3 separate regions of the Mus musculus genome follow, and all the other regions are linked to region 3. Evidence: chromatin contacts called from public HiChIP or PLAC-seq and promoter capture Hi-C data. All regions are on one chromosome and are shown on one strand. The core of a region is the stretch at or near the end of the contact, and the rest is flanking DNA. Distances in the headings are between cores, read along the strand shown.

Evidence for each region. HiChIP or PLAC-seq counts read pairs in DNA pulled down with a chosen protein or histone mark. Capture Hi-C pulls out chosen DNA fragments and counts their contacts.
Region 1: a contact with region 3 is called in an H3K27ac HiChIP or PLAC-seq map of extraembryonic endoderm stem cells. The contact joins two enhancer-like sites. A contact is called at or near these places in 3 of 115 datasets of contacts at active chromatin or transcription factors (CD8 T cells, extraembryonic endoderm stem cells and memory CD8 T cells) and 3 of 9 other capture datasets (adipose tissue, liver and pancreatic islet).
Region 2: a contact with region 3 is called in a promoter capture Hi-C map of liver. The contact joins two enhancer-like sites. A contact is called at or near these places in 2 of 115 datasets of contacts at active chromatin or transcription factors (effector CD8 T cells and memory CD8 T cells) and 2 of 9 other capture datasets (adipose tissue and liver).

Annotation. Positions count from the first base shown.
Region 1 is chr6:97,445,410-97,448,649 of GRCm38.p6, forward strand. All of the region lies in intron 1 of Frmd4b (FERM domain containing 4B), which reads right to left. Among named protein-coding and RNA genes, the nearest start is that of Frmd4b, 41 kb to the right of the region's middle. Within about 2 kb of position 1,767, at least 77 of the 459 cell types and tissues checked have an H3K27ac peak or open chromatin away from gene starts, as enhancers often do. A contact at or near this core is called in CD8 T cells, extraembryonic endoderm stem cells and memory CD8 T cells, where this site is marked.
Region 2 is chr6:97,463,037-97,465,905 of GRCm38.p6, forward strand. All of the region lies in intron 1 of Frmd4b (FERM domain containing 4B), which reads right to left. Among named protein-coding and RNA genes, the nearest start is that of Frmd4b, 23 kb to the right of the region's middle. Within about 2 kb of position 1,310, at least 108 of the 459 cell types and tissues checked have an H3K27ac peak or open chromatin away from gene starts, as enhancers often do. A contact at or near this core is called in liver and memory CD8 T cells, where this site is marked.
Region 3 is chr6:97,352,607-97,355,432 of GRCm38.p6, forward strand. It overlaps Frmd4b (FERM domain containing 4B), which reads right to left. Exons shown (of 23, transcript NM_001346637.1): 6 at 1,399-1,455; 7 at 576-598. Among named protein-coding and RNA genes, the nearest start is that of Gm32191, 100 kb to the left of the region's middle. Within about 2 kb of position 1,550, at least 79 of the 459 cell types and tissues checked have an H3K27ac peak or open chromatin away from gene starts, as enhancers often do. A contact at or near this core is called in CD8 T cells, extraembryonic endoderm stem cells, liver and 1 more, where this site is marked.

The DNA of each region.
Region 1 (3,240 bases), core at 517-3,016, 93 kb after region 3:
GCATGCACTGATAAGTCACAGCGCTCTTGCCTTGATTCCTAGTGAAGGAGGCAAGCAAACCAGCCCACAGGATGACTTCAGATCAGCAAGTACCACACAAACAGGAGGCAGGGAGTTGTGAGAGAGTTGTTGCTGTAGGCAGGGCAGTCAAGACAGGGCTGTTTGAGGAGGCTGACATTTAACCTGTGATGGTAGTGGTGAGGAATCAGCCTTGGTAAATCTGAGACAAGAACATTCCAGAAAGAGAAAAACAAGATGCACAGAGGCCTTGAGACAAAAACTTGCTTAGTTCAAGACACTACTGCACAAGGCTTCTACCTCCCTCCCTCCCTCCCTCCCTCCCTCCCTCCCTCCCTCCCTCCCTCCCTCCTTCCTTCCTTCCTTCCTTTCTTCCTTCCTTCTCTCATTATAGCCATCAGAAAAATCTGCTTCCCAGGGCTGGAGTGATGGCTCAGTGGTTAAGAGCACTGGATGCCTTTCAGGGGTCCTGAGTTCAATTCCCAGCATCCATACCGTGTCTTACAACTATCTATAATGGGATCTAATGTCCTCTTATGGTGTGTCTGAAGATAGCTACAGTATATTCATATACATAAAATAATTAAATAAATCTTTTTAAAAAAATTTGCTTCCCTGCCCCCTAAATAGTTCATTCCTGTGAAATTTTAATATCACAGACACAGTCTATATCTCTAAGGCAGAACTAAGCTCTGTACGATTTCAATCTTTTCTCTATCCCCACAAGAAGCAATTTTTATATTCTTAGGCACTCAAGTCACCTACAGAGATTGCCTGGCTTAAGAAAGCAATGGCGGAAAGTGTGACTAGAGTAAGGCCAATGAAGAGTGGAGTAGATACAAGAGTCATGAGAGGTTCAGGTTCATCAGTTGTACTCAAAGGCTGTCTCCTAGACCAACCATACAGTTAGAAACTCAGAATTGGTGCGGGGATGCATTTCAGTAGGTAAGCATGCAAGGACACCCTTGGCTACCCACTTAGATAAAGCTTAGCCTGGGAAAAATGAGACCCTGCCTCGAAACAAACGTAGATACTCATGATGCAGCTGTGACCTCTTTCCACAAGGCTTCCTGCATGCTCTAACTCCGATCCGTGTTCAGGACTGAAGCCACTGAGCTAGAACGTTCACTTAGGCCACAGAGATTGTGGTGCCTATGACAAGTGCAAGGCAAAGCTGCTGGAAGCTCCGGGGCATGGAGGAGGCAATCTGGGGATATTTGTATTTATATAAGATGAGTCCAGCTACTGGAAGATGAGACTGGAGGTGGGCAACAATGGGAGAGAGGGAAGCAATCTACAAAGTTTTGCAACTGATCCTCATCTGCATAACGGGAGAACAGCGTGCAAGCTGCTAAGAACCACTGGATTGTACTGGGTGATGTGTAATGCCTGTGAATCCTGTCTTAGTAATGCTGTTCTTTAAAAACAAACTTCAAAGGTAAAAAGAAGGAGGAGGAAGAGGCTGTGCTAGTAACTCTGCAAGGCTGTTGAACAAATTGCAGTGAATGTTAGTAAGGCACTCAGCACACTCATGCTAAGCTCAATTTAAATGTTCACAGATACCAAAGTGCATAGTAAGCGCCTGATAAATGCTAAAACCATTTTGATCTGGCCTCCAGTTCTTCCTTCCAAACTTTTGCTTGTTAAAGTTGAACACACATTCATCCCACATCCCACACCCCACACCTCTCTGACAGAGTCCCCTTAGTTGAGTCAGCATGACCTAATCCAGTGAGCCAGCAAGCTAGTTCAGTATCTTTGCGGTCTGGTAGCTCTGTGACATGCTTACAAGGCAGCCTCAGGTCAGAGGACGGTACCCTGTGTTCTATTCAATTTCCTTTCATTTCCACGCCCCACCCCACCCTCCAGCTGTGGGATTTAACTGGCAGGGCCCAGAGAGTGAAACTTAATGTTAAATCTAAGTTTTTAGGTCAGTTTGATGACTCTGGAGTGGCGTTATGCTTGTAAAGTATGAAGTGTTTTCTCTGGGGAGGCATGGCGATGTAGGGGTAAGCACCAGGCTAGCAGGTGTCTAAGACTAATGTACCAGTCTGGCCCTGGCATCGATGAGGCTTGGCTGCCCATCTCAGTAGGCCAAGTAAGTAAACTAGGTAATTGTAGAAAACTGACAGAGGAGATTCTCCCAGTGTGGCCACATGGGAAAAGGAGCAAAGAGAGCCAGTGACCCCTATACCAGATTTTAGGGTCCTTAATACAAGGTTTAGGCTTAAACAGAGGAGAAGACAGTAGTTCTCAACCTGTAACCTCTTTGGGGGCATCTAATGACTTTTCACAGGGGTCACATATCAGATATCTTGCATAACAGATATTTATGTTACAATTCTTTGTTTGTTTGTTTGTTTGTTTGTTTTTTCGAGACAGGGTTTCTCTGTGTAGCCCTGGCTGTCTGGGAACTCACTTTGTAGACCAGACTGACCTCGAACTCAGAAATCCACCTGCCTCTGCCTCCCGAGTGCTGGGATTAAAGGCGTGTGCCATCACGCATTGCTTATGTTACAATTTTTAACAGTATCAAAATTACAGTTATTAAGTAGCAATGAACACTTTCTAGTTAGTGGTCACCACAGCATGAGGAACCATATTAAATGGTCCCAGCATTAACCCTGGGTTAAAAGATATGCAGAACCAGGTAGTCCAGGCCAAGGACTACCCATTACCACTGCCCTGGCTCCATCTCTCCCGCAAGGGGGTCTGACGAATTATCAAAACAACATGAAACCTCTTTTTGGGAGACAAGCTCCCTGTCTGGCTGGCACCAGACTTCCAGACTTTTCTATCTCCCAGGATAAGATTTCTGGGGAAATTCCAATTGTTTGGGCTCCATTGTCTCAGTCGCCTGATAGGCAAAAGGAGACATACACAATGCTACTTAGAATATCTTCATTCCTGTCTGATCATTCGCACAGATTCTCACAGAAGCTGATGAGACCTCGGAGCAAATCATTTAATTCCTGTAAGTCTGTTTTTATTTTTTATCTTACAGACATAAAAGATGACAGAGGCAAAGAAGGTGTGCACAGTTTTGAGCACAGTTCCCAGACTTTACTGTCCACCAAGATCATTACTAAGGGCTGAAATGGCCACGGGAACATGAAGCTTCATGAACCATTAAGAAAACACCATTCTGTAGACCACCAAAATACAAATACAGTTGGTTTGGGATGGACATTGCTGGCACATGACAGAACATTAAGTAAAAAC
Region 2 (2,869 bases), core at 60-2,559, 110 kb after region 3:
CAAGGACTATGACATTGGTTCTTCACAAGGTGCCAGGCACCAGAGCTGGTATTATGGGTGTTCAGATTAGCATTGTGGTTGCACAGGATCCCAGACTCATTAGGACCTCATGCTTGATGTGTTTCTTCTTTACCACGGCTCTTTTCCCCCCTTTGAGATAGTTTCTCTGTGTAGCTCTGGCTATCCTGGACTTCACTCTGTAGACCAGGCTGAACTTGAACTTAGAGATCTGACTGTCTCTGCTTCCTAAGTGCTGGAATCAAAGGCATGCTCCACTACCACCCAGCCATTATACTTCTTCTTCTTCTTCTTCTTTTTTTTCCATTACACTTCTTAATACTATTGTTATTATTTTGTGTTGATTGGGCTCAAACTAAGGGCTGTGTGTTGGCTGGGCAAATGTTCTACTTGTCAAGTACATCTCCAGCCCTTGTATTTTTGAGACAGAGTCTCAAACGTCTTGTCTTGAACACGTGACCCTCCCTCCCTCTGCCTCCCAAATATGGGAGTTACAGGTCCTGCCATGCTTGACTCTTGTTGAATAAGGAGTTGTGTGTTTTCCTTTTGCATAGGGACTCTCTGCCTGGCATTGTGCTGAGCAGGAGAGGCAAGGACTATGACCACAAGTCATGATAAAAATGAGGGCCAAGGACCCTGCCCAAGGCAGCTGCTTGCAGGGACGTGGGCTGAGCATAAAGCGTGTCTACTATGCTCAGGGCTACGCAGTATGGCACCTGGGAAGCTCTCAGCAGCTACTGAATGAAAAAGAACTTCTGTTTAAAAAGGAAAATCACCAACTACAGAAAATGAATTCATAAGTTCCTAAAACTGGGGCTGATAACACTGAAAGTTTATTTAAGGTCTCCCTGCGATCACATGCTACAACCGTTGGACTGGACAGTACGCCGTGTCCAGGAAAAACAGCTCCGATGGAAAAATCTGTTACTCATGTTCTCCTCCAGGCAGAAAAAGAGGGAACTTTCTTGCACAGGGCGGGTTCTTGCTTTCTTAACCACAAATGGAAAAGCCGAGGTGAAAAGCTTGGGGGAGAGCGGCAGGCATCCGGGCTTCTCAGGACTGTCTTACAGCAAGAGGCCAAAGGCACGTGCGGCACTGGACACAAACTGTAAAATCTAATAACTTCCTCATGTTTGGAAAAATAAAGACAAAGAGGCCTTTGAACACCGTGTTTGAAGTCCACTTCACACACAGGGACAGAGACCCAGAGCACTCAGTGCTAGGAGCCTCCCAGCTGGGGGTAAGAAAACGGACTCTGCACCCAGGGTCCGGATTCCCAAGCAGGGACTTTCACAGAGGTTGCACAGACAATGCGAAGAAAGTGGCATGACCTTCCACGCAGCCTTCAATCTCACTTCCTTCCTGGCTTTCTGCAGAATCTGATTTTTTTTGTTCTGTTTCGGTTTCCCCTTTCTCTGCCCATTTGCAGTGCTTTGAAAAAAAAAAACTATCCCCTCCTCTTTCTCCTACCCCTCCTCCTCTCCCCTCTCCTCCTCCTCTTCCTCCTCTACTTCTGACACAGGGGTCTTCTCTATATAGCCAGGCTAGCCTTAAGTTAGAGTTACTCCTATCTAAAATGATTTTTTTTTAACGAAGGAAGACTTTATTTAGGGTACACACAGTGGCTGAACTGGCATCACTCACTGTATCCGTTTCTGCACACACCTTTTAATCTGGCCACTCTTGAGACATCTAAATCAGTAGTTCTCAAATCTGTGGCTCTCGACCCCCGCAGGGTCATATAGCAGATATCCTGCCTATCAGATGCTTACAGTACGCTTCATAGGGCAAAATTACAGTTATGAAGTAGCAATGAAATAATTCTATGGCGGGGGCGGGGGTCACCACAACATGAGAAACTGTGTTAAAGGGTCACAGCATTAGAAAGGTTAAGAGCCACTCTCTTTATTATTCCCTCCTTTCTGTCCTCTGGGTCATTGTAAACCAAATCTACAACTCTGGGTAATTTTGTCTGTAAAGATTTCAATATAAAAGATCATGACATTGTTTTTAAATATAAACCCAGATAACTAAAAGAAAAAAAATCTCACTATCTTCACATATCTGTTAAGAGTTCAGATTTCCAATTGATTGATAATGTTCCTTATTTGCTTATTTTTGGGTCAAGGTCTCACTATGTAGTACAACTTGGCCTCAAACTCATGACTACCCTGCCCCAGCCTCTGGAGTACTAGGATTATAAATGTATTTGACTGCATCTGTTTCCAATTCTTTCCCTCTCCTTCTCGCCTTACATCTCCGTCTCCCTCTTCTTCTCTGTCTGAGTCAGGGTCTCTCTATCTCTCTATATAAGCCCTAGCTATTCTGGAACTATCTATGTAGAAACACTGGCTTTGACCTCACAGAGATCTGTCTGTCTTTGCCTACAGAATGTGCTGGGATTAAGGGTGTATACTACCATGGGTGGCCTCACTCCTCCCCAAACCCACTTTGTTGGACATAATATCCAAAAACAGAAACCATAGTTTGACACAGGCCCACATTTCTCTTAGATTTTAGGTAATCTATAGGTACCCCCATTGTTATTTATTTACTGAAGATGTGGAGCTGTTTAGCCCATCAATTCTCAGACCACCCAGCTTGCTGACTGTGTTTCTAAGGCATCTACTGTGGTTCCTGAAGGCCTTGGCTTCTGGCTGGATCCTTTAATCAGGATTGTCTCTTAGATCCTATAGCCTGTGTGTTCTTGCATTGGAAGGATGTTTGTTCTATTATGGTACAAAACCAATATTCATGACCAAGGTCATTTATTCAATCAAGGACATCAACATGACAATTTTCTAATCCTGCTAGCCCTATTTAGTAGAGTACCTCAGTATGAACAGCTCTG
Region 3 (2,826 bases), core at 300-2,799:
CACTGCACAGAAGAGAGAGCACGGGAAGGGGTGAAAACCCACACACTCTCTGCTGATGTGGCCAGCGAGACACTTAACCCTAGTGTCAGCGCAGCAGCAATGCGGCTGCTGGGTCAAGTGTATGAAGGGTGAGGTCCCTTCAGGGCAGCTGCAAAGAAAGGCCCTATTAATCCCTTAACTAAGCAGCTGATGGATTTAATCTGTTTCTGCATATGTTAGAACCCCTTACACACACCATCATTATATGCTTACCAAAAAAAAAGCACCGCACCAGTTAGCAAAGCTTTTCACAGTTTTCTTCGTCTCGGTAACCAACGTGATACTACAATACTGGAAACTTTGGAGGGCTTCTAACTATGGTTTCCTGTCACTCTGCCCTGAAACACTGTGAGAAAGTTTCGTTCTGAGAGTCATTCACAAAAAGAGCAGGTTTCTCCGGGAAGGAAGAGGGAGATCTGAGCAGCCAGTCTCAAATAGGCTTTCTTTTGCTTTTGTGTCCATTATTATTTAAAATAACTCATTCCACAACTGGAGAGCCCCATTCTACACAGTAACATCAGAAAAGAAATCGTTACCTGGTATAATCTCCCTTGCTTTCCTGAAATAAAAATAAAGACATGATCAATATGTATTTATGCTAAGCTCAGTGAATGATTTATTCTTGCTTATTTTCCCCTTCACAGAGACCAGAGCTTTCTGTTAAGAAAGGTGGTTAAGGAGTACCGCCCACAGGCCACTATTGGTAAGAAAATACACGTATATATGAGATGTGTCTTACCCTTAACACAAGAGACTAATATACAAATATATTTTATATATTATATATTCTTCATATATATATATGCAGAAGTACCGATAATCGCTGTGGCATATCTAAGTTCACAGGATAAATACATTTGCACTAAAGTGCCACACTTTTTAGACTCTGACCCAGGTAAATCAACACACACACTATTTACTTTTTAAACAAGTTCAGGAAATGACTTTGCTTTTCAGCTGCCAGTGCCTTTAAGAATTAAAGGTCTCTTTACACAACCTCAAGAAAACGTGTACAAAAAAAGTTGCTAAATTTAAATGAAAATTACAGCTGTTCTAACAACTGCTGCCTCCGGAGTTCAAGTGACTGGGAGTCCTTTTCCAGGAATACGGTCAGAACTCCGTTCCCTTAGTACAGTCTAAACTTCATTATGTCTTAGAAAAATACTATCACATGCTGGTTCATGCAAATAATTTTTAAAAAGAGAAATCAGCAGGCCATATCTTTCACTGATAAGCCATTTACTGGTTTGAAAAATCCATCAGGTTCTGGCTCGACGGAAAAGTTTTACAGTTGCAGACAGTTAGCAAGAAACCAAGGAACAAAAGGGAGCTGGTTAGAGGCAGCGAGTGAACCCTTACCTGCAAAACCAGGGCTGCCAACTTGAAGATGGTCTCACTGTCTACTTCAATTTGCCCCTGTGGGTGGAAGAGGAGAATATCACTGAGTGCAGTCGACCCTGGGCTGGAGCGAGTGGCTGTGGAGCTGAAGAATCTGTCACAGCTTGGCACCTCCACTTTACGGTCAAATGCAGACCATACCACTGCAAGGGAGGGGGGTGAGCAGGGAGACCTCAGGGAGGGATAGGAAGGACCGGAAGAGCCTCTCTCTCCTCTCTCTCTCTCTCTCTCTCTCTCTCTCTCTCTGTTCACTGGGTAGGGACATTTTGCTTAGAAAAGATAAGTAACTTTGAGGCAAAAAAATTCTGACAATTTTTAAATGAATATACTTGACTAATTTTCTTTCACCTCTTGCAAATTAATGTTTAAGGTCTGCAGATTTTTCTATATTTGTTTGTTGTGGGTTTCCCTGAGATAATCTCCCCTCTCTGAGTCACAGCACGGTTACTTCAGCATACACATGGGCAGACGTTATTAAGACATAATTTCACTTCATTGTCAGGAGCATGCGATGGAGTGACTAGTCATGCCATCCTAGCTAAACTGAGAAGTCTTAAACGTCAGTAGCAGGGAAAGCGAGGTCTAGCGTTCTGTAGCTCTGAAGGTTTGATGAACTCACAGTCATCATTTCCCCATCCTTTTACTTCTCCATGTTTCAGGATCCCAGGGAAAATTGGAGTCCTAGGGTTTGATTGACAAGACTGATTTTTTTGTTGTTGTTTGGTTGTTTGTTTGGTCCTGAGACATGCTTAAGTGTGGGTTAAACACTCCTGTGCACCTTCACTCCTTTACATGTGTGACATATGTAAATGGCAGTGCAGCACCGTGTAATATTGCAACCGTAAGCAGGTGTAGAGGAACTCTGAATTTAAGGTCAGGGCACATGACCTTGCAAGGTTCAACACGGGCAGAAACAATGCCCCCGAAGCCCATCCTGCTAAGTGCAAGCCTCACTGCTTGGAAGCACACAGTGTTTAAAGGCCTGGGCATTGCCTGGTACTTTCTCTTCCTCCCTTTTATCTGTTGAACTGGAGCGCTAGCATTTGTTAGTTTATTCCAAATCCATCACGGGGAGTCATTAAATAGTTTCAAGCCAGTGCACAATAGGATGTTTACACAGGGCGTTATACTTGTGAGGGTTTCTGGAAAGATTGAAGTTTTTTCTCCCAGCATGAACTTGGTTAGAGTTCTCCGACAGAATGCAAAGGACAAGGGGGAACCAGAGCTGGTGAGACAGATCAGGAGGTAAGCAAGCCCGGGATCTGAGCTCCAGCCCTGGGACTCAAGAGTTGAGGGAGAGAAGCAGCTCTGTGAAGCTGTCCTGACGTGAGCTCTCCCGTAAGCTCTCCCGTGAGCTCTCCTGTAAGCTCTCCCGCTTCCATCCCCATT